Regions from separate parts of the Gossypium hirsutum genome. Here region 2 is linked to region 1. The links are chromatin contacts, called in public Hi-C maps. All regions are on one chromosome and are shown on one strand. Each heading gives the region's core, a stretch centred on a gene start, on an enhancer-like site or on the middle of the called end of the contact. The rest is flanking DNA. Distances are from core to core; before and after follow the strand shown.

The links. A called contact is a pair of places that touch in the nucleus more often than the background predicts.
Region 2: a contact with region 1 is called in a Hi-C map of leaf, with 3 times the contacts expected there. The contact joins the enhancer-like site here to the promoter of LOC107950174 in region 1. A contact is called at or near these places in 3 of 34 Hi-C or Micro-C datasets (leaf and petal).

What each region holds. Positions count from the first base shown.
Region 1 is chrA03:596,881-602,613 of Gossypium_hirsutum_v2.1, forward strand. LOC107950174 (probable ADP-ribosylation factor GTPase-activating protein AGD8) reads right to left here and starts at 2,606. Exons shown (of 7, transcript XM_016884967.2): 1 at 2,276-2,606; 2 at 2,029-2,147; 3 at 832-1,264; 4 at 439-699. The coding sequence starts at 2,350.
Region 2 is chrA03:730,807-736,020 of Gossypium_hirsutum_v2.1, forward strand. No RefSeq gene overlaps it. Among protein-coding and RNA genes, the nearest start is that of LOC121223346, 8.0 kb to the right of the region's middle. Within about 2 kb of position 3,120, at least 7 of the 9 cell types and tissues checked have an H3K27ac peak or open chromatin away from gene starts, as enhancers often do. A contact at or near this core is called in leaf, where this site is marked.

The DNA.
Region 1 (5,733 bases), core at 1,356-3,855:
CTTCTCATCCATCAAATTCTCACACATTACACTACATGAATATCTCCAATATGGGAACATTTCCTTTTCAAATTCTATGATTTGGAAGGCAAAGTGACACATTCAAGTAGATTGAAGGCTATGTCCTGAAATTTGATTTTCAAGGAAAAAAGTACCGCTAGCTAAAAGCATAACCAGACATCCTCATTAAGAAGTTGAAAGTTTCTAGCAGTACAGGTATTACAATTGACCTTGAGTGATATCGGAATCATAGAGAAGAGTAAGATGTTCTAAAACCAAAAGGAGACAATTCCATTAAACTAATCAGCCATTTATACACACAATATTTAATTCTTTGCCAACAACCTCTTGACCAAGTGCCAACTCCCCGGAATTCTTACCCCTATCCCCAATTATCAACAAAAAATGTATATTTAAGTTCTTGGTCATATAACTTACTTGCACTTTTGAGGTATTTGAGCTTGATTTCTTCTGAAAACCACTGTCCATGCCAAATTCTGCAAAGAAGCTTGACGACTTTGGTGGAGCAACATGGCTAAGAATTTGCGGGCCACCAGAACTCGACTCAGAAGATTGATCATTGTCTACATACTCAAAACGAGATGGAAAAGTTGAGCTAACAGGTGCAGTGTTATTAGTAGGGGAAGCAACAGTAACAACTCGTTCTTCAGGCTTTTGATCATACAGATTTTCACTTGGCTGCAGTAAAAAAACTAGGTTATTAAGAAGGGCATTTAAAATAACTCCAAAAACATGTAAATATTCTAATCAAGATATCCTTATGATCATTCTGCAGTAATTGTATTGCTCAAGAAGGTCTGGAAGGAATACCTTTGAAGTAAGCTTTCTGGCACCAAGTCCTCCAGTTTTTCCAGTTCTTTTTGCACCTAGAGGCTTCTTAACAGTGCTGGTAACAACTTTATGAGAAGCTTTCGGTGAAGTGGGAAGTTCTACTTTTTCTTGCCCAACTAAAGAACTTTCTTTAGGAGTTTCATCAGTCTTGCTATTAAGAGGTCCATTGGGTGCTTGGGGTGACTGGGAAGCAACAGGTGATGAAGGCAAACCTGTCTCCTCTGCCATACTCTTAGCAACTTCTTTTGATAATATTTGCCTATATAAATCAGCTGCTCTTGAAGTATATTTGGCCTCAATTTTTCCCCCATCAGACCATCCATGCTGCTTAAAGAAAACCTGTGCACGGTTGTTACCTCCATAGATCATCATTTTCAATTGTTCAGTAGACCAAGAATCTAAATTTGTAGACCTGCATAAAATATACATGTTTTTCAAAGAGGAAAACACATCTAACAAAACAACTTAGCTTTTTAGGCCAATAAGGACAATCTCAACGCCTAAGAAGGTGGTGTGGTTTTGTTCCTTCAAATTTGGCTAAACACACCGACAAAACAAACAAAAAGAAGTACAATATAGGGAGGTGATATGCATATTGCATTGTTTACCCACAAAAGACTCAAACAGGTTCGGCTAATACCAGATTAATCACTCTACAGAATGGAATTATTCTATCAAAAACTCGAGAAAAATAAAAAGGAGCCTTTCTAAGTAAATTTTAAAACTATATCAAAGGAAGAACAAAAGCCGATACAGGAACAGCTTATCCCATTTGCATTATAAATAAAAAAGTCAATTTAACCGCATACTATCATACATAAACAATAGCCCCAAAAACCATTTCAGTTCAGGAATCTCTCCAAGACTAGAAACAAGAAGTGTGGAAACATCTCTGAACATGAAAATACATAATTCAGAAGCACGTAAATAGAATACCAAAAACCAAATTTCCTCCTTTCATTCATTCCTTCAATTGAATTTCAAGAGACCCAAAACCGGATTACGATTTACAAATTTCCACACTAGACATCTCAGCTGTATCCATAAATTCCCTTATAAAACGGTTGTTCTAAAGCAAGACAAAAAGCCTTTGCACGAATAATTAAAACGCGTCACTAATTAACGAAAAAAAAAACACGAAAACTAAATCCAAAACGATATTAAAAATAATGAAACCTGACAAAGCTGATGTGTACACCGAGACTCCGATGAACGGCTGAGCAATCGATGCAAAGAAAGATCCCGTAAGTCACTGACGCCCATGTTGGATTCTTCGCATTACAATCGAAACACATCTAACAAAAAAATATATAAAAAAATTAAACAAATCGAATATCAACTAACGGAAATTCCAGATCTGAACCAGATCTACCGATAAATCAATAGAACAATCATAAAATTTAAAAAAAAAATTAAAAAACACCTTGTTTTCTAATTTTGCTTTCAGCTTTCTGAAAACGGTATTCTTGTCGGTCAGATTATCGGACGACGACGCCATCGATGGTTCTTTCTTTTCTTTCAATTTTTTTCTTTTTGAAATTTAAAACGAAAATATTATTTATATGTATATAAAGGAAGGATTTTTGCACTGAAGAGGGGTGGGATCGAATATCGAACAGCTCCTCTGGCTTTAGAATTTGAAAGATATATTAAAAAAAAGTGTAAAAAGCAAAATCAATTGCAATTGCAATTGGATTTGGGTTTGGGTTTTTTTTTTTTTTGCCCTTTTTTGGGAGGAATGATTTGGTTTGATTATGTAATGACGATTGTGGCCTTTTTTTAATTAATTAAGGGTTTTTGGAAGGACGAAAATGACCTTGAAATGGCGGAGCTTCCGCCTTTCCTCCGTGGGTGGCGGTGGTTGGGCAGGAGTTTTTTGGGTAAACTATATCCAATGTCACTAAACTATTAATATATTTACATTTTGGTCACTCAACTTCAAAAAAGTTACAAATTTATCATTTAATTATTTGAAAGTTTTCACTTAAATCATTAGAATGTTAAAATCGTTATTGTATGGCCTAATCCTTTCACACCACTTACTCGAATTAAAAGCTTTCATCCCCTTCTATTTTTACAGCTCAATTTCTTTTATGAAATAATTTTAAATATCACGAATCTGCGAACTAAAATCCAAACAAATTTTTTCTTTGATCTCAGAAACTGACCATCAAATCAACTTGGATCTAAAATATGTTATTCTACTAGTTGATGGGTTACTGATTATCAAATCATTATTTAGAGATCGCTAGCTAGTCTTAAAAAAAAAAACTTAACAGCCTGGTGACTTAAATGAAAATTTTTGAATAGTTCAATGACTTAAATAAAAACTTTCAAATAATTCAATGACCATATTGTAATTTTTTGAAATTAAATAACTAAAACATAAACTTACTGATAATTTAATGATATGAGTGTAATTTAACCTATTTTTTCAATGGGCTTAGATATTAGAAGGTGTAACTAACTAAGTCACCTCAATTATTGTTGATGGCTCAACGAATATTCATCCACTAATTAAACCAACCATAGGAGAATACAATGCTAAATAACAACTTTATATCATAAAACATATTTTCCTACTTTTGAAACCTGCCATTACAAAGGATAATCACCTACTTCGAATATAGATTATAAAATAAATATGAAAAATATTTTAAAAAAATAAATAAATGCGCGATCTATAATATACTATATATAATACTTTTGATTTAGTGTTATCTATTAATCGTGTATCAATTCATTTGTGAATTTAACAAAAACATATTCGTTTTATAAATCAATAAATATTATTTTGAGGGTATTTATACCTTTCTATATTTTGATAAATCGAGAAAAAAAACATATGAATTTGAATCGAAAACCTTAAAGTTTACTCTCTCAATTTTATTATTTCAATAAAAATTACGTTTCATTTTATAAATCAATAAATATTATTTTGAGGATATTTATGTCTTTTTATATTTTAATAAATCTAAAAAAAACATATGGATTTATATCTAAGAAACCTTATATTTTACTCTCTCAATTTTATTATTTGAGCAAAAGCTAATTTGGTTCTCATGATAATTTTTAGGGCAAATTATCTCCATGATCACTTTAAAATAGGGTATGTCCTATTTTGGTCACTCCAATTTTTTTTCCCAATTTAGTCACTCTAAATAAGATAATTATGCGAATTAGTAATTACCGTTAAAATTTTTGTTTTCTTTTAACGGATTGTTGATGTGCCACATTAGCACATTAAGTGAATGACGCGTGGCATTTTTCTGTCGACTTTTGACTAAAGCTTAGGGACCTCCCTATAATTAGTCCAAAACATTTTCCCCTTAAACTTTAGTCAAAAGTCAATAAAAATGTCTCATATCAGTCATTCAACGGGCTTGTGTGTCACATCAACAATCCAGTAAAAAAATAAAAATTTTAACAATAATGATTAATTCGCACAATTACCTTATTTACAGTGACCAAAAATAGGACAAATCTTATTTTATAATGGCCATTGATGCCATTAATCTTAAATTTTAATAAATTTATTAAATAATTATTTTCGCCTATATTAAGAATGTGTCATAATCTAATATAGTATATGATATCATGAAATGAATCATCCTTATATTATTTATGCAATTCATGTATGTATTATAATACAATGAAATGTAAGTGAATATAATCCAACCTTATTTGTTCTCAATTTAAATTACGTGAATAGAAGATATTGGTGAGGATATGTTAGAGAAAATATATTTATCATTGGATGCCTCGAGTGTCCTCCTCCAATAGGATTATCAAGAGCTTAGATTCACAAAATATTCTAAGCAAATTTCATGTTTACTTATGGCTAAATAAAATAACGAAGAAATCTACATTAATTTTAAAGATATACGTCACGTCGGATATCGTATTTGAAAAAAAAAACAAAAAACAAAAAAGGGATATGTGAAATACTTTATATTGTCTTTACAATTTTAAGCTAGAAGTTCAAATTAATATTAACTAGCATTTAATGTTTAAGTAGACACATGTTGATAGGAGGATGTAATTGGTATGTTATTCATATTTTGAGAACTCAATTATAATGTTTTAAAGTTTAAGGACTAATTTAAAATTTAGATCATAATTTAGGAACATTTGGTGTAATTAACCTTATTAATAAATTATTGAAAAAAGTAAATGATAAAGGTCTAATTTTATCAATTTTAATCCCCGTACTTTATGAACTTTGAAATTTCAATCCTAATTCAGATGGTATCATAAGGATTTAATTTTTGTTCTCCAACTTGATCATTTTTAGTCCCTATACTTTTCAAACTTTGATTAAAATGATATGACATTTTTGTGGGTCATGAAATGGATTTGATGTCTGCCATTTGAGTTAGATTTCAAGTTTTGAATTTGGATTCCGAAAATAGTGTAAATTGAGTGATAATACACACGTAAATGTAATATTCATGATTATTTCTCAAATCCATGAGTTTATTCGATTCCTATCTAGTAATGAATTTGAAATTCATAAGGAATTTATAAATTTGACAAATTAATACTTCTTATACGTCTCATGTATATACTATATAAAAATACAACTAATTTATTCATAATATATGCATTTCATTCTTACAATTCATATAGTAGATAAAATTCAAACCCAATTTCTTAAATTCATGTTCCCAAATGCAACATTAATGAATTCAACAAATACTGTTCAAGTCAAAACTAAAATCTCAAACTTCAAAAAGTACATAAACTAAAATTAATTAAATTAGAGTATAAGAATTAAATCGTGAACTTATGCATAGCACGAGGACTAATAGTAAAACTTGACCAATAATAAAAGATTTTTTCAAACAAGCTTCACTCTCGAGTCCATACAATGTTTGCCAG
Region 2 (5,214 bases), core at 1,870-4,369, 130 kb after region 1:
CTGCTCCACCTCCTTTCCAAATCAGCAAATATAACTTGATGTGACCAATGTTTCCTTGTTTTCTCCAGAATCCAACTAAAAACCTCCATTGAACCTATTTCAATAATCAAAGAAACAGTCCCCTTCCAGCCGATTTCAATAAAAATATCAAGAGCACTGATTATAGCTCCCAATTCAGTTGACTCTTAATCACCTGTATCAATTGGTCCTGAAAATAAGGCTCTAACAATTCCATCCTCATCTCTCAACACTCCTCCACCACCTCGAGCACCCTCAAAAACAATACCGTTAACGTTAAATTTAAGCCAACCATGAGGTGAAAAACACCAACCCCTATAATCAGACTTAGATAAACAACACTTGTATGGACAAAACCACCATAATCTCTCATGAAACCTGCACTCATTAAAAACAGCCCTGCTCCATAATAAAGGCCTCATCTTTGCATGGAAGACCAAGGTATCCATTGTCAACACTTTATTATCAAACACCATTTCATTTCTCGCAAGCTAAATTGACCAAACAGCAACCGCAATTGCAATCAACCATAGACTTTTACAAGATCCTAAAATTTTCACTTTGAAATAGAATGAATAAAAATCTTCAAAATTACTCACCCCTTTCCATCCGATGTCCCACCAATTTAAGATCCTCTTCCAAAATCCATTAATAAAGATGCAGTTAAAAAACAAATGGTCCGTCTTCTCCCGCTCCCTGTTACACCAAGGACATACATTAACAGTATCAAGAATTTTCACCCCTTTCCTAATTAAAAAATAAATTCAACCCCCACCCCATCCACCATTAATTTAGTCAACTGCTTCACAGAGAACTCACCATTTTTATCGTGCATCCATAATATCCGATCCTCCACCTCCGGGATCAATACCACACCACCCACCCAATCCAAGAGATGACTTAGCATCCCCCATTCCCTATCTAAAAAAGCTCTGACGAAAAAACCTTCCTAATTAACATTACAAAAACCACCATCCAAAGAGTAATAAAAAACCAAACCATTTTTGAATTTAGCTAGACGAAAAAGTCCAGGGAATTCAAATTTTAATGGACTATTACCACACCAATGATCCCCCCAGAACAACGTATCCCTTCCATTCCCTACTTTCTATTTGAAATCTTTATCTCCCATCCATCTATTCACTCTAGCATCAAAAGAGTTGTCCACAATCCCTCTCCAAACCGTCGACATATCTTTCAAATTGTTCGCACCAAATCGCCATTGTTTAGCGTTAGAACCATACTTAGCTAAAATCACCTTGCTCCATAGCGCATTTTTATCCACCATCACTCGCCATCTTCATTTTGCTAATAGAGCTTTGTTCTTAATCTCAAGGTTAACCACTTCGGATCCTCCATTTTCTTTTGGTCTACAAATCTGCTTCCAATTGACTTTCGCCATTTTCTGTTTGCCATCCAACCCTCCCCACAAAAATTTCTCCTAATTTTATCAATTCTTTTAATTACAGTCATCGGGGCCTGAAATAAAGACATAAAATAGATTGGAAGAGACGATAATACTGCGTTAACCAACACTATCCTAGCTGCCCATGACATACTTCTACCTTTCCATCCCGCCAATTTCTTTCTAAATTTCTCAACCACCACGTCCCAAGTAGCTACCCTTCTCGAATCTGCTCCTAAAGGAATACCCAAATAGCAAATAGGCAACACCCCAACCTTACATTTACATATAGCTGCCAAACGGTAAAGAAATTCCTCATTAACTCCAGACCCCACAATACACGATTTTTTGAAGTTAATACTCAACCCCGAAAAAGTCTCGAAGCAACGGAGAATAAATTTCATATTTTCCACTACCATTTCCTCTGCCTTTAAAAACAAAATCGTGTCGTCCGCAAACTGTAAGTGTGAAATCGTTTAATAAGTGAAGCACTTCCGTAACCAGAATGAACAAGAATGGAGATAAAGGATCTCCTTGGCGTAATCCACGACCAAATTTGTAGCTAACCCATTAACCAGGATAGCTGCTCTCACCGTAGTAACATTAAAATAATAAATCATATTAATTATATTAATAAATATAAATAATTAAATATTTATGTTTAATAATATTGAATATTATAATATTTGATATTAAAACTATATTTTTTAAAAATATTTTAAAATTAAAATTAAAATTTATTATTAATATAATAATTTTAGGTTTGGTTCAAGTTAATTTTTATATAAAAACAAAATTACTTATAAACGAGCTTATTTTCAAAAAATGACTTATACTTTTAAAAAAGATATGTCAATTTATAAGAAAAGAGGCTTATTTTCCATTGACTTATAAATAATTTTCCGTTGATCAAGCTATTTTTCATAAAACAAATATAAAAAAATACAAAATAATTTTTTTTGTAAATAATTTTTTATGAAACCAACACAACCTACATTTACCAATTATCATATATATAACTTCTTTTAACATTCATTATTTTAAAAAAAACGGCAGTTATAAATAATTATTTCATCCACATGTTGCAATTTTTAGTATATAGATATATAAGGCGTAACTAGGAGGTAGGCAGGAACTTTAGCCCCTTAATAAAATAGTATAATATTCTTTTTCAGTCCCTTTTAAAAATAATAATTCACTTTAATTCATTTCAACTCTATAATTAAATAAAAATTACATTTTGAGCCCTTATAAAAAGTAATAATTTAATTTAATATATTTTCATATTAATTCTCGGATCAATTGATTTTTTTTTGCCTCGAATCAATGTATCGATCAATTGATCCATCAAGTTTTGGTAATTTTTGACAAGGTCAAATTCGAATTTAGGTTTGAAATTTTTTTGAATCCAACTTTGGCACATGAATAAAGTTAATTTACATACATATGTGAACTATTTAGCCCTTTCAAATTTTTAAAAAAATAATTTTTTACTTAAAAAATGTATTTCCCTTTCAAAACCAATATTAGTTTTTATAAAATAATATTTTTAAAAAATATTTTTCACCAACAAAGTGGTTGAGAGAATTCTAGTATTTTTTGTGTTTTTGGGCTTTACAAGGTTAAATTGTCCCTATTTGGTTACATTGGACCAAGCAACTCAGCCAAGTTTTGATCTTAAGGCCCATAATCAACACAATGGGCTCCAATATTGAGAGATGATTGGAGAACCAATTAGACCTTGCCATAACTAAAACACAATACAATATAAAAATTCACCTAGGAAAGAATCTACCTAGACTGTATCTATCATTATTAATATAAATTAAATAATTTATTCACTTAATATCTTGATCCGTAGAAATTTCTAAATTATTAATATAATACTATTTTAAATATGATTATAACATATAGAAATCATATGGACACAATATGAATACTAGCTTATCTTGACTTGTTACCAGGGACAAATTCAAGAAATGTTGACATAAGCATTAGCTCCCTTGTTCCTTCAAATACTACTTCAATAAGTTAAATTCTGTTATTAGTCCACGTAATTTGCAAAAGTTGTAGATTTAATTCTTATAGTTAGGCTAATTTTAGTTTTTGTACTTTTGAACTGGTTAATTTTAATCTCTGTACTTATCGAATTTTGAATTTTTTATCTTAGCTAGAGCAGTAGTAGTTAAATTCATTTGATTAAATTCAATTATCGGTCATGTACTATGCTAATAGTTATAGATTTGGTCTATATTCTCCAATTGGATCATTTTAAGTCCCTATACTTTTCGAATTTTAAAATTCTAGTCTTTATGCAAATGATAGTTGTTAATTCATTAACTAGATTTTTAGTTTGTATATGTGAAAATAACAAGCTGGCATGGCATTATACTTATGATTATATGTTCAGCGTATTTGATTTTGGAAATAATAGAACTTAATGAATTTAACTGTTGTTGTTTGGTAAGGACTGTGATTTGTAAGTTTGAAAAGTATAGGGACTAAAAATGACCAAATTAAAGTCCAGAGATTAAATCCATAACTTTTGCAAAGTACAAAGACTAATATCAAGTTTTAACTAATTAAATATTTGTTAAAACATTGATAAAATTACATTTTGTTGTTCCGAAAATTTTATGATTTAATTTTGACCTCCCAACACAAAATTATGGTAAAAGTACCATGAAAGCCCTATACTAAGAGTCAAATTGCATTGTCTCATATACTCAAAAATGGGCAGATTAGTCCCTATAGGTTAGATTAAAGAGTAATTGGTCCCTTCTATTCAAAATTTTATCTATTTTTACTGTTAAAAACTGGTATAACTGACAAAATAATTAGATAATTATACATTATATGCCACATGTAACTCATGCTGACATATAGGAACTAATTTTTAACATTGAAAATGGATAAAATTTTTAAAAGAATTAATTTACTCTTTAATCTAATATATATATATATATATATCTTCTACTATACTCTTACCAAACTTTTTGGTCCCTACCTACTCTTAGGCACCATGTAGCCCAGCTTTCATTTGCGTCTATGCTTTCCGCTCCTCAAAAGGAGGCCTCTTATTTGGACTGTTTTGGCTCCATTAACTATGATTTGCTTTATAATCTATTTACCCTATTATTATATTCTCTTAATTAAAATATTATATTATAATCTTTCTTGTTTAGACTTTTGGTTGTCATTGTTTGATTAAAATATTGATGAATGGGTTCCTGTTCCATTCATTAAAAGTCTTAATTTATCTCTTGGAAGAAACCCCAACTAATAACATAAAAGCTTTGAAAGGGTTCTTCCACATTGAAACAATTAAAAATAAATAAAAGCTAGACAAAATTGGGGTGTCTTCATTATAAGTGGCACAATATTCGTCCTTTGATTATTCCTTTTTGAAGCTAAGGACATGTTTTATTGAGATTAGTGATGGCTTTAATTATTAATTTCTTTTTTATGTTTACAATGCTTTTCTTTATCTTTACTTTTCATGCCGATATTGAACCATTACTTTCCAATATTTAGTGAAGAAATGTTCTTCAAAACTTAATCAAGATCAACTCAATTTTTTATAAAGGTTTTAACCTCATGGATTGAGAAAAACTTGTTTTATTTAGAGAATCAATTTAATTTTACTTTAAATTTAATTGGGACATGAATACCAAAGAGTCTTAGACAACCAAAGAAAAATAAATAAATTTAGATTAAGATGGAAGAAGATAACATGGCAAATTTTAGTTTATTGTGTGAATTTAGTGATCGAAATTGTACTCAAATTGAAT